Linked DNA regions of Mus musculus: region 2 is linked to region 1. Evidence: chromatin contacts called from public HiChIP or PLAC-seq data. All regions are on one chromosome and are shown on one strand. The core of a region is the stretch at or near the end of the contact, and the rest is flanking DNA. Distances in the headings are between cores, read along the strand shown.

Evidence for each region. HiChIP or PLAC-seq counts read pairs in DNA pulled down with a chosen protein or histone mark.
Region 2: a contact with region 1 is called in an HNF4G HiChIP or PLAC-seq map of pancreatic cancer cells. The contact joins the promoter of Ly6a here to the promoter of Ptk2 in region 1. A contact is called at or near these places in 2 of 39 promoter capture datasets (the C10 cell line and liver) and 1 of 115 datasets of contacts at active chromatin or transcription factors (pancreatic cancer cells).

Annotation. Positions count from the first base shown.
Region 1 is chr15:73,418,976-73,426,156 of GRCm38.p6, reverse strand. Ptk2 (PTK2 protein tyrosine kinase 2) reads left to right here and starts at 2,966. Exons shown (of 35, transcript NM_001358046.1): 1 at 2,966-3,148.
Region 2 is chr15:74,995,117-75,002,297 of GRCm38.p6, reverse strand. It overlaps Ly6a (lymphocyte antigen 6 complex, locus A), which reads left to right and starts at 4,267. Exons shown (of 4, transcript NM_001271419.1): 1 at 4,267-4,419; 2 at 4,681-4,763; 3 at 5,730-5,846; 4 at 6,819-7,181. The coding sequence starts at 4,694. The coding sequence ends at 7,036. Gm28068 (a long non-coding RNA gene) reads right to left here. Exons shown (of 3, transcript XR_875428.1): 2 at 342-401.

The DNA of each region.
Region 1 (7,181 bases), core at 1,717-4,216:
AGCTCTGGGCAGTTGGGGGAGGATGGGCATTTCAAGTGGAATTGCTTGGGGGATTGTGCAGCTGCGCTGTTGGAATACAGGAAGCCCTTCCTGAAGACTTCCCACGCCAGGGAAGTACTGGCCCATCTGATGTAGTGCAGGAAGAGAGAAGCCAAGTTGGGCTGGCTGTTTTGTTTTCTTGCAAGGGGTTTGAGTGCAGTAGGCTGCTCTAGGAGCGAGAGTGCGGGTGGCTGGAGTGTGGCTGATTACCCAGAGAGAGAAAAGCAGGCGCAGAGACTATATGGTTGGAAGGAAGCAGCCTTGAATTTTTGCCTTGTTACCTGACTCATTCTTTTTATCCTGAGACACAGCTTTCACATCCATGAAGTGGGGATATCGATAACAGGTGGTCACCCGCAGGGTTATGAGGCTATTATAGGATATATGAGGACAGCCTTCTGGATACTACTCTCCCATCTGTCAGCCACACTGACACAGCAGACACTCTGCTGTTTTGTAATAGCTCTTTGCTTCCCATGGCAATATTATTTCTTTTTTTTTGTTTGTTTGGTTTTTTTTTTTTTTTTGAGACAGGGATTCTCTGTATAGCCTTGGCTGTCCTGGAATTCACTCTGTAGACCTGGCTGCTTCTGCCTCCCAAGTGCTGGGATTAAAGGCATGTGCCACCAATGCCTGGCTGCGGTCATGGTGTTTTGACAAAGTAACTAAGACACAAGACACAATTTGGAGGTGCGGACTGTATTCAGCTGGACATTACTGGTCTTTGAAGGCCCCATGAGGCTGCTATTGACTGACCATTTGGCTGGAGCTGGGTGGCTCAGCATAGCCTCGCTCACAAGCCTAGAGGCTGGCAGCTTGCTGCTAGGGTCCCATGTGGCTTGCTTAGGAGGCCAACTTTCACTCTTTTGTCAGGGTTAAGAAGAAACAGCTTTGGGTATCCTGTGATCAGCACCATGTCACCTATGATGTATCACTGTGATCAAAGCAAAGTATGAGACTTGTGCAGATTCAAGGGGTGAAAACTCAGATTCTGCCTCCTGTTGGGAGGCCTGTCAAAGACTCGGTGACCCTTTTCAGTCCACTGCAGAGTGCTACCTCTCCTCACAAAGCCATTTTTGATGCAAACCCCCTTTTGTGTCACCACTCCAAGCCCCTCCCCCCTATCCTTCTGATACTTTAAATAATAATCTCTCATTTTACACCATGCAAAGCTTCATTCACCCACTCAACAAATATTTACTGTGTGCCAGGGACTGCCTGGGGAACAAAACAAAGTCCCTGTTCTATGAATCTAGAAGTCCAGAGCAGAGACAATCGAGAGACGGACAAGAGCAGTGTTGAACTGTTCTGAACAATAGGTTTGGAGACAACAGGGTAAGCAGGCAAGGAGCCTAGATGGGAGCACACTCAGCAGGGCAATGGGTGGCTCGGGTTTCAAAGTAGTCAGCTGACATTACCGAAGTGACAACTAACATGGGGCCGAAGAAAAAGTGCTAGAGGTGACACAGAGACATAATCCCTTCTAATTTTAAGTGCAGAAAAACACTATAGGTTGGCTATTGTGACATAATCTGTAATCCCAGCACCAGAAGATGGAAGTAGAAAGAGCTGGAGTTCAAGGCTATCCTCAGCTACACAGAAAGTTTTAGTACAGCCTGGGCTACATGAAACTATATCTCAAACAAACAAACAAACAAACAAGAACGAAACAAAATAAAACTAGAGCTAGAGGGATCCCTCAGTGGTTAAGAGCACTTGTCTTTGGAAAGGTCCTAGATTCTATTCCCACACCAACATGGTGGCTGGCTCACGACTATCTCTAATTTCAGAAGAGATCCAATACCCTCTTCTGACCTCCACGTGCACCAGGCATGTGTGTGATACCCATATATACATTCAAGGAAAACACACAAGTACAATAAAATAAATAAATCTGGGAGAGAAAAAAAAACCCCCAAACATAACCACCACTACTAGTTCAAATCCAAGTTTAATACACTTCATTAAAAAAAACAATAAAAAAGAAACACTAAAATATGGCAAAATCTCGACAACTCAAAGCGTTTTATTATACCTGAGTAAATTACAGCTCCCAGGTATGTAGTGGTTGGTGGTTCTGTGTTCACCTTTCACTGCCTGTCCTGCTTGCTCGTTGGCTTGTGGTCGAAGATCAAAATGACACCATTAAAAATGAAAGTTCCCCGCTTCTGGTTTCATTTCCTACCGCAAGGATGCCAGTGATTTTTTTCCTTTTTTTTTTTCAGAGATCACAAATCAGTCACCACTTCCTGCTTAAGACTCTCCGTAGGGTTGCTGCACAAAAACAAACTCAGGGAAACTAGGCACGGCTCGGAAGGACAGGGCCACCTGCTTGATTCAGGCAAAGGTGTCCCCCCAGTCTCACGTTTCGTGGTAAGTTCCGCGCTGGAACTGGCTCTTAAGCCAGCAGCCATCCACAGTGGCTCTCCCGTTCTGGCCCTCCTGTCCACCCAGTGTCCCCGAAAGGCTTCCCCAGTCTTAAGATCTACAGGGGCTGCGGGAAGGGGCTGGAATGTGAGTGGCCCCAGGCACTCCTAAACGATCTTTCGGACCGTCTTCAGAGATCCATTAAAATACTCTCTGTGCCTCAGTTTCCCCATCTACAGAAAGCCCATGAACCTCTATTGAAGCGGTGAAGCCTGGAGAAGATCAGGGCCGGCGTGTGTGCGGCTAAGGATCTCCTGTGACCGTGAGGGACCCAGGCCTAGTCCGCAGACCCTGGGGCGGCCACAGGGGCCACCTCGTCATCCCGGAACAGCGCTATCCGCGGACGACGCCACGCCCGCACAGCTGGGATACACTTTACTAGGAGCCGGGCGCGCCGGACTGCTCTGCGCAGGCGCGGTCCGCACTGCGCAGGCGTAGAGCTCTGCGCTGAGGTGAGGCATTGCGCGCCGCGAGGTGTGGGCGCGCGCTCCCCAGCCACGGCGCACGCGCGGGCCCGCGCCGACTCAGCACGGCCCGAGGGCGCGAGCCCGCCGTCACCGCTACCGCCGCCGGCCGGACCGCCGTGCGCCCGGCGTGCGCGTGGGAGAGAGCACGGCTGCCGGTGCCGGCGCCGCCCCGCTGCCTTCTATCTGCCTCAGCCTCGCGCGCCCAGTGGTGGCCGGTGAGTGCGGGGCTCGGGCCGCGGCCGCGGAGGCGCGGGCTCAGGGCGTTGGGCGGCGCGGGCCGCGGTGCGGGCTTCGGCGGACACGGCCCCCACCGCGCCCCGGCCTCGCTCCTCGTCAGGCCGGGCCCCGAGGGCTGAGGAGGCCGCGGGGCTGGGGCGCGAGAGGCCGCGGGGTCCGGGACGGCGGGGCGGGCGCGGCGGGGACCGGGAGGCCCGAAAGCCGAAAAACAAAAGAGGTGGCAGGCGGAGTGCTGAGCAGCCGCGGGGTGGCCGGCGCGGGGCTTCCAGTGCGACCGCACGAACCCCGGAGTCATTGTGCTGTCCAAGTTCCCTCCGCCCCGACCCAGCCCCGCCACGGCGCGCTGCCTGTCCCCGCCGGTCCTCGCCGGCTGCTTTTGTGGCACCGCTCGGAGGAGCGATCGTGTCTGTGTGCGCACTTGTGTCGTTTAATTGTAAGGTTTATTTTATTTTATTTTAATTTTTTTTTTGCGGAGAAATGCGCCGAGGAGAAAGTTGCTTTTTGAAAGCCATTTCAACAGTGTCTCATTCTTGCATAGTTAGACTGCAGCTGGGTGTTTGGCAGTGGGACCAAGATAATAGCAATACTGTAATGATTATGGGAACTGGTTGAAATAGGTTGGAGCTGAAGGCACTGCAAGAGTTTGCGGGTTCGTTTTAAATCTGACCAGCGCTGGCATTTCTACTTAGAATGGAAGCTTTATCATGGTTGTGGTAATGGGTTATTACTACTTGAAGTGAAATAGCAGCGCCTCACTGTGTGTGTGTGTATTTATAAACTGAGGAATGAAAAGTCTCCTTTCAAAGACAGGTCTCTGAACAGTGACCTGGGACAGAAGTATTGTGAATGCAGACATAAAAAGAGCTAGTTCATCTAACATTAGCATTCTCCGAATTTTTGTGGAGATACACTATAGATAATATTTCCACTCAGTGATACTGTTGAGTTTCGTGTAGTATTTAAACGTGAACTTTTTTTTTTTTTTCCTGGGTATGAAACACCAGGGCTTCCCACGCGGTTCGTGCTGGTCCACAAAGCCACGCCCCCAGTCCTAACAGGAAACTTTAAGGAACGTGGACATGGTTCCCAGTATTATTATGAATTTAGTTTTATATTTGTGGCTGTTGTAAGTGGGCCGATCCCTGGCCTCCTTTTAAGACACTTGAGCTTATTAAAAGGCTACAAGAGTACATTTTCCTGGAAAGGATCTTGTTAGGGACATTGCCATATAAGCTAACTTATACGTGATCTACAGGCAAAGGTGGCTTCTGTTTGGGAGGGACCCACAAGTCACAGCTTTTAGGACTGTGTGGCTCAGGAAGAGATGATGCCTGGACAGGTAAGTCCTTTTGGCTCAAAATCCATAGTGTGGGGCCAGGACAGCTTTGGCAAGCTCCCTAGAGTAGATGGGACCTACTGTGTTTGAGGCTGGCAGCCCACTAAACAAGGAAGTGTTGGGGGTGGAGTTCCAGCAGTAGCTGTGAAGGGTGGGAGGAGGCAGCACGGAGGAAGCGGGGTATGTGAAGTAGTTTGGAACTCTAATCCTGTTGTTGGAAATTACATAATCCCCCAGTCCTCAAAACCCTGTTCTGGAGCTGGTTAGATAACTCTTCTCCATAGGAATTGGGAGATCTAAAAGACATTTGTAGGCTGGGCAGTTAGCTCTTTGTGTGTTACGTGTGAAAGGCTCGGAGTTTGAGCAGTGGCACAGTCCTTCCCTCAGAATATAAAGAGGTGTTAACCCGAGTTGCTTTAAAGATGATTGAGCATGTAGAAGAAAGGATTTTATATTACACTGTATAATGCAATAAAACTAGTTTTGACATCATTGCCCTTTCTTGGGATGTTAATTTGAGTAAGAGAAGTAGGAACTTTGTTCACAGAAATTTTGAGTCGACTCGCCCCTTAGGTCTTAATTTTGAGAAAATAATTAAAAATGAATTACAAAAGATGTGGCTCAACATGTTCATATAGTGTGCAAATCTTTTTAGTTTGCATTAGACATTTTCGGTTTAGATGAATTTTTACCTGGGTCACTTCTTGTTTTAAATTCAGTCACATTAAAAGTTAATTTTTTTTCATTATTTGTGTGTGTGTATGATATGTGTGCAAGTTGGCGTGTACCTCAGTGCAAGTGTGGAGGTCAGAGCAACTTTGTGGAGTTGCTTCTTGCCTTCTACCAGAGGTTGAATTTAAGTTGCTGGGCTTATTACAGCCAAGTGCTATTTCCTGTGGTGCTATCTTACCAGCCTGTAGTTGTCGTCGTCGTCGTCATCATCATCATCATCATCATCATCATCGGATCATCATTGCTGGTGGTAGCAGCAGTGGTGGTGATGATAGTCACTACAATTGGAGAAGCATATAGGGAGTGTGGCTCAGTGGTAGCAAGTGTTCATGAAGCTCTGCGTTTGAGCCCTAGCACTGCAAAGATCAAAATAATCAGACAATTATGGTTTCTGTGGGCTTTGCTTTAAATCTTGGAGTCTACCACTTAGAATACATATTTTTGTTACCATTTCCTCTACTAAGATTCCTAAAATAATCAGCAATAAATTGTTATTGGAATCTTTTTCTGATACTTTTAGAATTACTTAAGTTCAAGAAATTTAAAAGGCTGGCAGTTAATGGCTGTGTTTTTTGTGTGTGTTGGTAGTGATAAATTCCAGGGACCTTAAGAGTACAGCTGTCAGCCTCCTCCCGGTCCCCTGAGACACACTGGTCTCACTAGACTACACTGAGAAGGTGTGTTTGACCACTGTCTCTGAACTGTATTAATAGTGGATATTTGAGCCTTTTTGGCTTTGTTCCTCTACATCATTTTGGCAAAAAGTTTATGACTTAAGGAAGAAAAGCAGCCTCATGTACAAGAAATGAAATTTATATATCTCAGTTTCTGGTACTAATTTCTAGGAATTATGATAGATCGTATTTAAAATCCCTTAAAGGCATTGCTGATTATAAAGCCTACTACCTATAATTCTTAAAGATTTTATCTTTACTGGGTTCTAGTATGGAAATATAATTCGGAGAATTCTGTATGATTCAGCGTTCAGTTTAAGTGGAGTTTAGTGGGTGCTGTTGTATCTAATCTGCAATCTTGGAACTGGGAAATAGAATTTGTGTGTGCTGCTGGAGCTGGAAGACAGCATTACTAGTGTTGACCAGAGTTTACGGACATGAAGATGTTTCCTTATCAGCCTTAAAATTAATTAAAGTAGTTCTATGTGGAACTTGCTGATGAATACTTCCCCTTGCTGGAAAGAAAATGACTGGAATCATCTTATAATAGGGGAGTGATCTTACCACTGGGCCCCTGTGAGTGTCACTGCCTTCTGGGGAAACCTGGGAGAGTTTCTCCTCCTTCCCAGCCTTGGATGGGGATTTTGCTTCAATGTTATTCCTATGAGAACTGTTGGCCTGCAGGTGCTGTAGCACCCCTAGTGTACACAGAAGACCTGCATGTTGAAGTTCAGAGTAACTTGTGGGGGTCACCTGGCTCATATTGGTAGCTCTGGAGGGGAAATGGCCACCCAGGGCCTGCAGGACTGGACAAAGCTTAACTGGTTTTCAGAATGTGAGTGATGGTACCTGGGAAGTTTAGATAAGTAGATTCTGTCTTGGCACTTTCAGAACCAGAGCTTCTGACTTAAACAGCACAATATAGACTAGCCATTGAGTGTATCAGAGTTTTGGTTATTTGGAGTCAGTTAAGAATTAGTTAAATACAGATATATAAGGGTGGAACAGTGCTTGATGGTGCTTACTTGTTTTAGTAGCTGACACAGCCTCGAGGGTTTCTGCGAGTGATTGTTCTTGGATTAATGTGTATAAGGGGAACAGTTTATGGAAAGCAAAGAGGCAAGGCATGAGCTTCCCTGTGTAGTAACTCCCAGAAATTTTCCTTCCTTCCTTCCTTCCTTCCTTTCTTTCTTTCTTTCTTTCTTTCTTTCTTTCTTTCTTTCTTTCTTTCTTTCTTTCTTTCTTTCTTTCTTGAGATAGGGTTTCTCT
Region 2 (7,181 bases), core at 3,018-5,517, 1.6 Mb before region 1:
GCACAGCAACAAGTTACAAGTTTTGGTCTTCTCAGACAAAGTGCCTTTGTAGTCTTAAGGGTTTTGTTTTGTTTTGTTTTGTTTTGTTTTGTTTTGTTTTGTTTTGGGGATGGAGGGAATCCCAAGCCAAATGAAGGATGGTAGAGCATTGCCCATAAGCCAAGCAACTCTCAGAGAGCACCACTCCAATGCCTCTCCATGTTTCTTTAGTGTCTCCTTTCTGCATCCCCCCCTTCGCAGTGGAATATTCTAACGCTACCTTGCATGGTTCCTCCTCAGACCCGGGTCTATCTTTTAACCAAAACTTACAGGAGATTCCCATTTATTGAGGGCCTTCATACCTCTGTGTTGCTGTTATAATTATTCTCCAGGTACAATTGACCACCTTTGCTGGACTTGTACTACAAAATAGAAAGGTTTGGTGTTAGCAGTCAGGCATCTTCACCGCCTGCCCCAGGGATCCGCCAACCTCCCCAGTCAAACTCTATTGTGAGATCTGTCACATGGTGTGACTTTATGATATCCATATCTTAGATCAGAACACTTCAGACCTCCTGACAGAGGAACTGGAGGGGAGGGGAGGGGAAGGAAGAGGAGGGGCAGGATCAGATCTTGGGTCACCCCTGGGGAGGGATGTTTTTTTATGTAATGAATCAGGATTGGTTGCTGGAGGCCAAATCTTTTAAGGTCAAACTCTATTTTAGAGGACCTGATCTAAGGTTGAGCTCAGGTAAACTAACAGGCTGGTACCTAGCATTAGTTTCCAAGTTGTCCACAACAAAGCTCAAGCCTAGCTCCAGTCTCTAGGCTAATCTCCAACAAAACCTGCTTTTCCAGGTTACACCCTTAACAAGGCAAGTGTCTCCAAGTTATTCCCCCAACAGACCTGCACCCCCAGGTTACAAGCCCACCCCCCACCTAATGACCACCAATGCAGAGGGGAGCAGAAACTGAGTTTATGATATGATCCCCAGCACCAGCCAGTTATGTTAAAGGCCACAGTAGCTTTCCAATTCAATGCTTGCACATGTACTCCCTGCTTACTTTATAGCCTTGCCCCATAGATATTTGGGGCTCTGCCACCACCAAAACCATCCTGCATGACAGTGGTGAGATGGGGGTGGCCTGGGCTAGCTCGGAGAGAATAAAGACTCTGTTGTGAGTTGCATCAGATCTGCTTCTGTCTGTTTTCTTGGGGGATCACTGACATTTCCCTGGTACGACAGTTGAACAAAATATTAAGGCCCTTCACGAACTCTGTGACAATTTGAGGTCCCAATATGCCTTCGATAATCATGCTTTCTGGTACTCCAACCCCCTCATTGCCTGGCTCTTGTCCTTGATGGAAAGCCATCGGAGCCCCCCTCTTTCTCACCCTATGTATTATACAGTTTCTCAAAAAACAACATACATATAAGTCACAAAAAAAAAACACTTCCTGGTACAATGAACTTCCTGGTACAATGACAAGCTATTCCTAGAGACTAGGCTAACACGTATGACACAGCCCCATTCTTGTGTGTTCCCAAGACAGATGAGGGACAGTAGAGCATTGACTGTTGTGCTTAGAAAATGAAAAGAAGCCCGGAATGTGTTTGGTGGAGGCAGCTATGATGAGGGGGAAGGGGGTGCCACTGAGGCCCATGCTGAGGCATTCCTTTCCCCTGAGGTAACAGACATATGATGTGTAGAGTATAGAATAGCTTTTACTTAGGGCATGGGGAGGGGATTTGTTGTCCTTAGTGGAGATAGAGAAAGTGGGGGGGGGGGGGTAGAGGCCATGTGGAGAGAGAGGGAAAAGAGAATGGGGAGAAAAGGAACAGGGAGGAAGAAAGGAAAAAAGCAAAAGAAGACAGTGAGGAGGGCCCAAGCAGCCCATTTTACAGTGAGTCAGGCATCCCGGGATGTTGCTAGATAACTACAGGGCAGAGCCTAGAAGAAATGCTAATACTGCCTATACCCCTGGACAGCTCTCCTAGAGCACTGCAGGAGTGGGGATGTTCAGGACCCAAATCAGGCTTGGGCCTACTCAACTCCACAGAGACAAAAGCCAAGTCACGATAAAGCCAGTTAGGTTTCTGTTTCCCCACCAGAGAACTCTCTGCTTAAAAATCATGTGACTGGCAGTCTGATAACCTACCTGATACACTTGGAAGACCCCTGACCCAATGTGGCCCTTTCTAAATTACCCTTTTCCTCCCTGCCCCTGATTCAAGCTATATAATCTAGCCCCTTTATTTCAATAAAGGAGGTAACCTCCAACACAGTCTTTTGAATCATTTATGCCTACCATCCCTGCAACACCCTGCTCCCAGCTGCTCTGCATCCCAAGACCACAGCGCATGGGGGAGGGGCAAGTGGCATTGGGAGGAAGTACACTTAGTTAAAATGAAACCTGTGCTTTATGACTCTTGGTAGTGAGGAAAAAATATGTGACCCTGGCTAGTTAACACAGGTCATTCATTCTCTGAATAGGGGCATGGGCTTGGCTAAGGTTTGACCTATTGAGTGTGAGAATAGTCAGGCTTCAAGGTGAACTGGAAGGCAGGAGAGAGGGCTGGGTGTGTTTTTGTCTTGCATGAAGACTTCTCTGCAGAGGGCCTGGCTTCTCTAGCACAAGCCTGGCAACATCTGGTACCTCTAACTCTAAGATTACTCAAGTACACTGTAGCCCTCTCCCAGAAGAGTTAATGTGAGTGGTCTGTCAGTAGAATGGGCAGGAGTCCACCACTAAGGGAAGCTAGCTCCCCAACAATGGGGCTGGGTGGAAACTGGAGGACTCATGAGAATTCCTAGTTTAAGACTTTTAGAGAAACAGTGCACGGCACTGTGGTTATATGGCCTTTCCCTCCAAAGAGAAGGTGATGGCCCCGTTGTCATCCTGGAGTAGGGATAATGTTGGCCCAGGAGCCCTGGCAATAAATAGAGTCAGAAGAGCAAAACAGCAATAGGTCTGTGATAATGGGCAGAACTCTCTATACTCAGAAGGGAGGACTGTCACCTGGGGTTCCAGCCATGACTCCCTCCTGTTCTCCGCCAAGCACAAGTGGTCTCAGAAGATACTAGAATATAGAGGATACAGAGGATTTACTGAAAGAGGGACTCCGTGTACTGCTTTTATGATGGGGTGAGATTTGGTGGTGACTAAGCTGCTCAGAATTTATGCATATTCCTGTAAGTGACCTCACCCATCCTCTGGGGGAAAAAAAGCCTCATAACCTCATTGGGTGGTGACATTGGCAGGGTTTATCACTTGGATCTTTCCTTGCCGCTTTTTCTTTGTTTGCAGAGGCTTGCTGTCTCCTGCTCTTTCTTTCACATACACTTCTTCATGCATGAGCCAATACCGAGCACAGCATGTGACAGAATTAGAGAGACAACATTTCTTGCTTGCTCTCTTCCTCTTACCACTGTGCTGGGTTATGCGGTGTTGGAGGCAAACTGTTTGCTTATATGATATATTATAGGGTAAGAAGGAAGGGGTTTTTAGTGGTGCTCGGGCAGAGGCCATGGAGTGTAAGCAGCCTTCCCTGCTTAAGTGGGGTGCGCTCAGCTTCACTGATGCTGTGGTCCATTTTGGGACTCAGTTGTCCTGTGAGCACAGCTGTTCATTTGCTGTGGTATCATCTCAGGATGATTTCCAGCTCAGGTCTCTACCTCTGTCCAGCACACACAGCCCCATACATCCCCAAACACATCAGACACTGCTTGGTAACTTCCATCCCAGTTGCCAGTTAGTTCTTGCCTCAGGACTCTCACTTTGTGGATGCAAGAGCCTACTGGGGGCTTGCTCACCAGAGCCAGTCTTTAAGTATTTGTAAATTGTTTTCCTGCTTATAGGAAGGAGGGCCATTGGCTCTGAGCCACTGCAAACCATACCTTCTATTTAGACACAGAAAAAAGCCAGGTAGTGGAGGCAGAAGTATCAGCGGCTGTTGTGCACCCCTTTGATAGCTGTGTGTTGGAGCCAGCCTGTTCTACTGAGCAAGTCCTAGGACAGCCAAAGCTACACAGAGAAACTTTGTCTCAAAAAAAAAAAAAAAAGTCAAAAAAAAACCCAAAATAAACAAACAAAAAACACGAAGCTAAACAAAACAAAAACTAGTAAAGGGCTGAGCAACTTGACTTCTTCCCTTGCTTTCTAATTGGCAAGCACAAGTCAACTGTGGCCTCTGGCCCTCGGCCCTCTCAGTTCTCCTGCACCATGGTTCCTCCCCAACTGCTATAAATCTGGCTTGATCAGGTCACAAACAAATCTTGCTACCTCTTAACCAATAAACATGATGGCCTGGAAAAGGTTAAGTACTGAAACCCCTCCCTCTTCAGGATGCCAGCTGGGAGGAGCTGAAGGAAATTAAAGTACTTCAGTCCACATCTGACAGAACTTGCCACTGTGCCTGCAACCTTGTCTGAGAGGAAGTAAGGACTGGTGTGAGGAGGGAGCTGCTAGGTGACAAAGGGAAGAGCCCTCAGGATAGGGCTGGGGTTGGGAGTGTGGGATTAGGAAGGAAGAGCTGGGTGGGTGGTGGGTGAGAGAAGTAGGCAGACATGTATTCCTCAGGGAAAGCTGTGTGGAGGGTTGGAGGGAGGGAAGATCGGATGCCTGAGCTCTGTGAGAGCCCAGGGATGTGATTGGGGGTCTATTAATTGGCTCCAACTTCCAAGGTTTTATCTGTGCAGCCCTTCTCTGAGGATGGACACTTCTCACACTACAAAGTCCTGTTTGCTGATTCTTCTTGTGGCCCTACTGTGTGCAGAAAGAGGTGAGGTAGAAAATGAGAGAGGGGCAGAAGGATACAATGGAGATGGAAAAGGGCCTCAGGGTTGTGGGTACACCTACACTTCCATTGTGTGCCCAGTACCCGAGATGTGCTGGGGTCATGGGATTGGGAATGGGCTTGTGGTGGGTGAAGCCTTCTGTGGTGGGGTGCTTTACTGGGTCTGTAAACCTGTCAGAACCTGCCTTGCAACCATCACCACATACCAAAAGGACACGTGGAGCTCAGTATCTCTGCCACAGAACCTGGCCACCAGAGCAGCCTGTCCTTAGACTCTACCCTTCTGCACTGGCCTCCCAATCAGGACACTGGCCTGTGTGCACACAAACTGGAAGAGCCTTCTTTTTCTCCCCAGATGCCAAGTCAATGGATTTGGAATCCTTATTGCCTGGACTTTGACTTTTCCTTATGTCCCAGCCCATGCCACATGAGACCCAAATGCTATGCCTTCTGTACTCTAAGAAATTCTGAGCTCTAAGATACGCCTATACTTGTAGTTACATGTGTATTGCAGGAAGCCTCATGGTGAGCCTCAGCTTTAAGCTGACTCTGGGAAGTTCTGTGCTTTGTCATGCTCCAATACCCAGGGGCCAGCTCTGCAGGTGTAGGGTAGGACAGGTCAGAAGAGCCCTCTCTATTTGGTGGCCCCAGCATCTACTTACACACCCACTCACTGCTTCAGCGGACATTTGGTATCTATATCTTCCCAATATGGTGGCTGTCTCTTTAATATCTCTTGGGGTGCACATGTCTCCTGTGGGGCTGTGTAGCTGAGACAGCAGTACCAGGCATCTTTAAACAACAGTGGTTCTTGGTTCACTCTTGACTGAACAGTAATGTCCTTGCTCTGACCTAGCAGCCAGCAGCTGTGTGCAAGTAAAGACATTGGAGAGGAGGGGTCTGGGCTAGGAATTGCATGTACTAGCCCTCATGTATTGGCTTGTCTCTCAGCTCAGGGACTGGAGTGTTACCAGTGCTATGGAGTCCCATTTGAGACTTCTTGCCCATCAATTACCTGCCCCTACCCTGATGGAGTCTGTGTTACTCAGGAGGCAGCAGTTATTGTGGGTAAGTTCTTTGTGGCCTATATAAAGATGGCTGAGGGTGGCTTTGGAGAAAATGTCGAGTCTGGGCACTTGTTGTGGACCATGGTTCCCCTCCCCCCAAGTAGAGCTTTCCTTGTGTTGGAGGAGAACTCTTGCAAAGTGGGGGCTGTTGGGGTCCAGGGATGTGCTGGGATGTGATCATCAAGCAGGGCTGCCCATTGGCATTCACAGTGTTTATCATCCCATTTTGTTGCCAGTGTAGTCACGTGATGATCCTGCCTATACTTTAGGTCTATGGTCTCACTGGCTCACTGACAGACTAGGAGAGCTGGAAGCATCTAGTGAGTCTTTGCATATAATGAAGGAATCTGGAATGACTTAGGAATGTTGATAAAAAGAGATATTAGTACATATCAGATCCTCCAAAGTTTCTTTGGTTTCTAGGCATATCCTCAGATATACAAGGCAGGAGCAGCCCCACCCTGCTATCCAGTTTCCCTTCCCTGAGCATATCCTGCCTGTGTCCTGTCTCCTAGGAAATAATTGCCTGGAGAACTGAAAGAGTCTGAGATGCTGGTTGCCCTTTCTGCTGTGCCACTGGGCGATCTTACACTGGGCTGTGTCTTTGTGGTGTGTGCATGTGTGTGTGTCCATAAATGTGGGTACACATGTATGAACATATGTGATGTAATGTATACAAAGGTCAGAGGACATCCTTAACTACTGATCCTCAGGCATTGCTTGCTGTTTTATGCAAATGAGCCTTGGATCTCCAGAAACTGGAATTAGGAATGGTTGTGTGTCTCAGAACCAAACCCTGGGCTTCTGTAAGAGCAACAAGTACTGTTAACTGCTGAGTCATGTCTCCAACTCGTTTACTGAGACAAGATCTTTCACCAGGACCTAGGATTTGCCAACTATGCTGGGTGGGCCAGAGTTTGGGAAGCTCTGTTGTCCCTGCATAAGAAGTGAGTCACTCCCTGATTTCTTGCAGATTCTCAAACAAGGAAAGTAAAGAACAATCTTTGCTTACCCATCTGCCCTCCTAATATTGAAAGTATGGAGATCCTGGGTACTAAGGTCAACGTGAAGACTTCCTGTTGCCAGGAAGACCTCTGCAATGTAGCAGTTCCCAATGGAGGCAGCACCTGGACCATGGCAGGGGTGCTTCTGTTCAGCCTGAGCTCAGTCCTCCTGCAGACCTTGCTCTGATGGTCCTCCCAATGACCTCCACCCTTGTCCTTTTATCCTCATGTGCAACAATTCTTCCTGGAGCCCTCTAGTGATGAATTATGAGTTATAGAAGCTCCAAGGTGGGAGTAGTGTGTGAAATACCATGTTTTGCCTTTATAGCCCC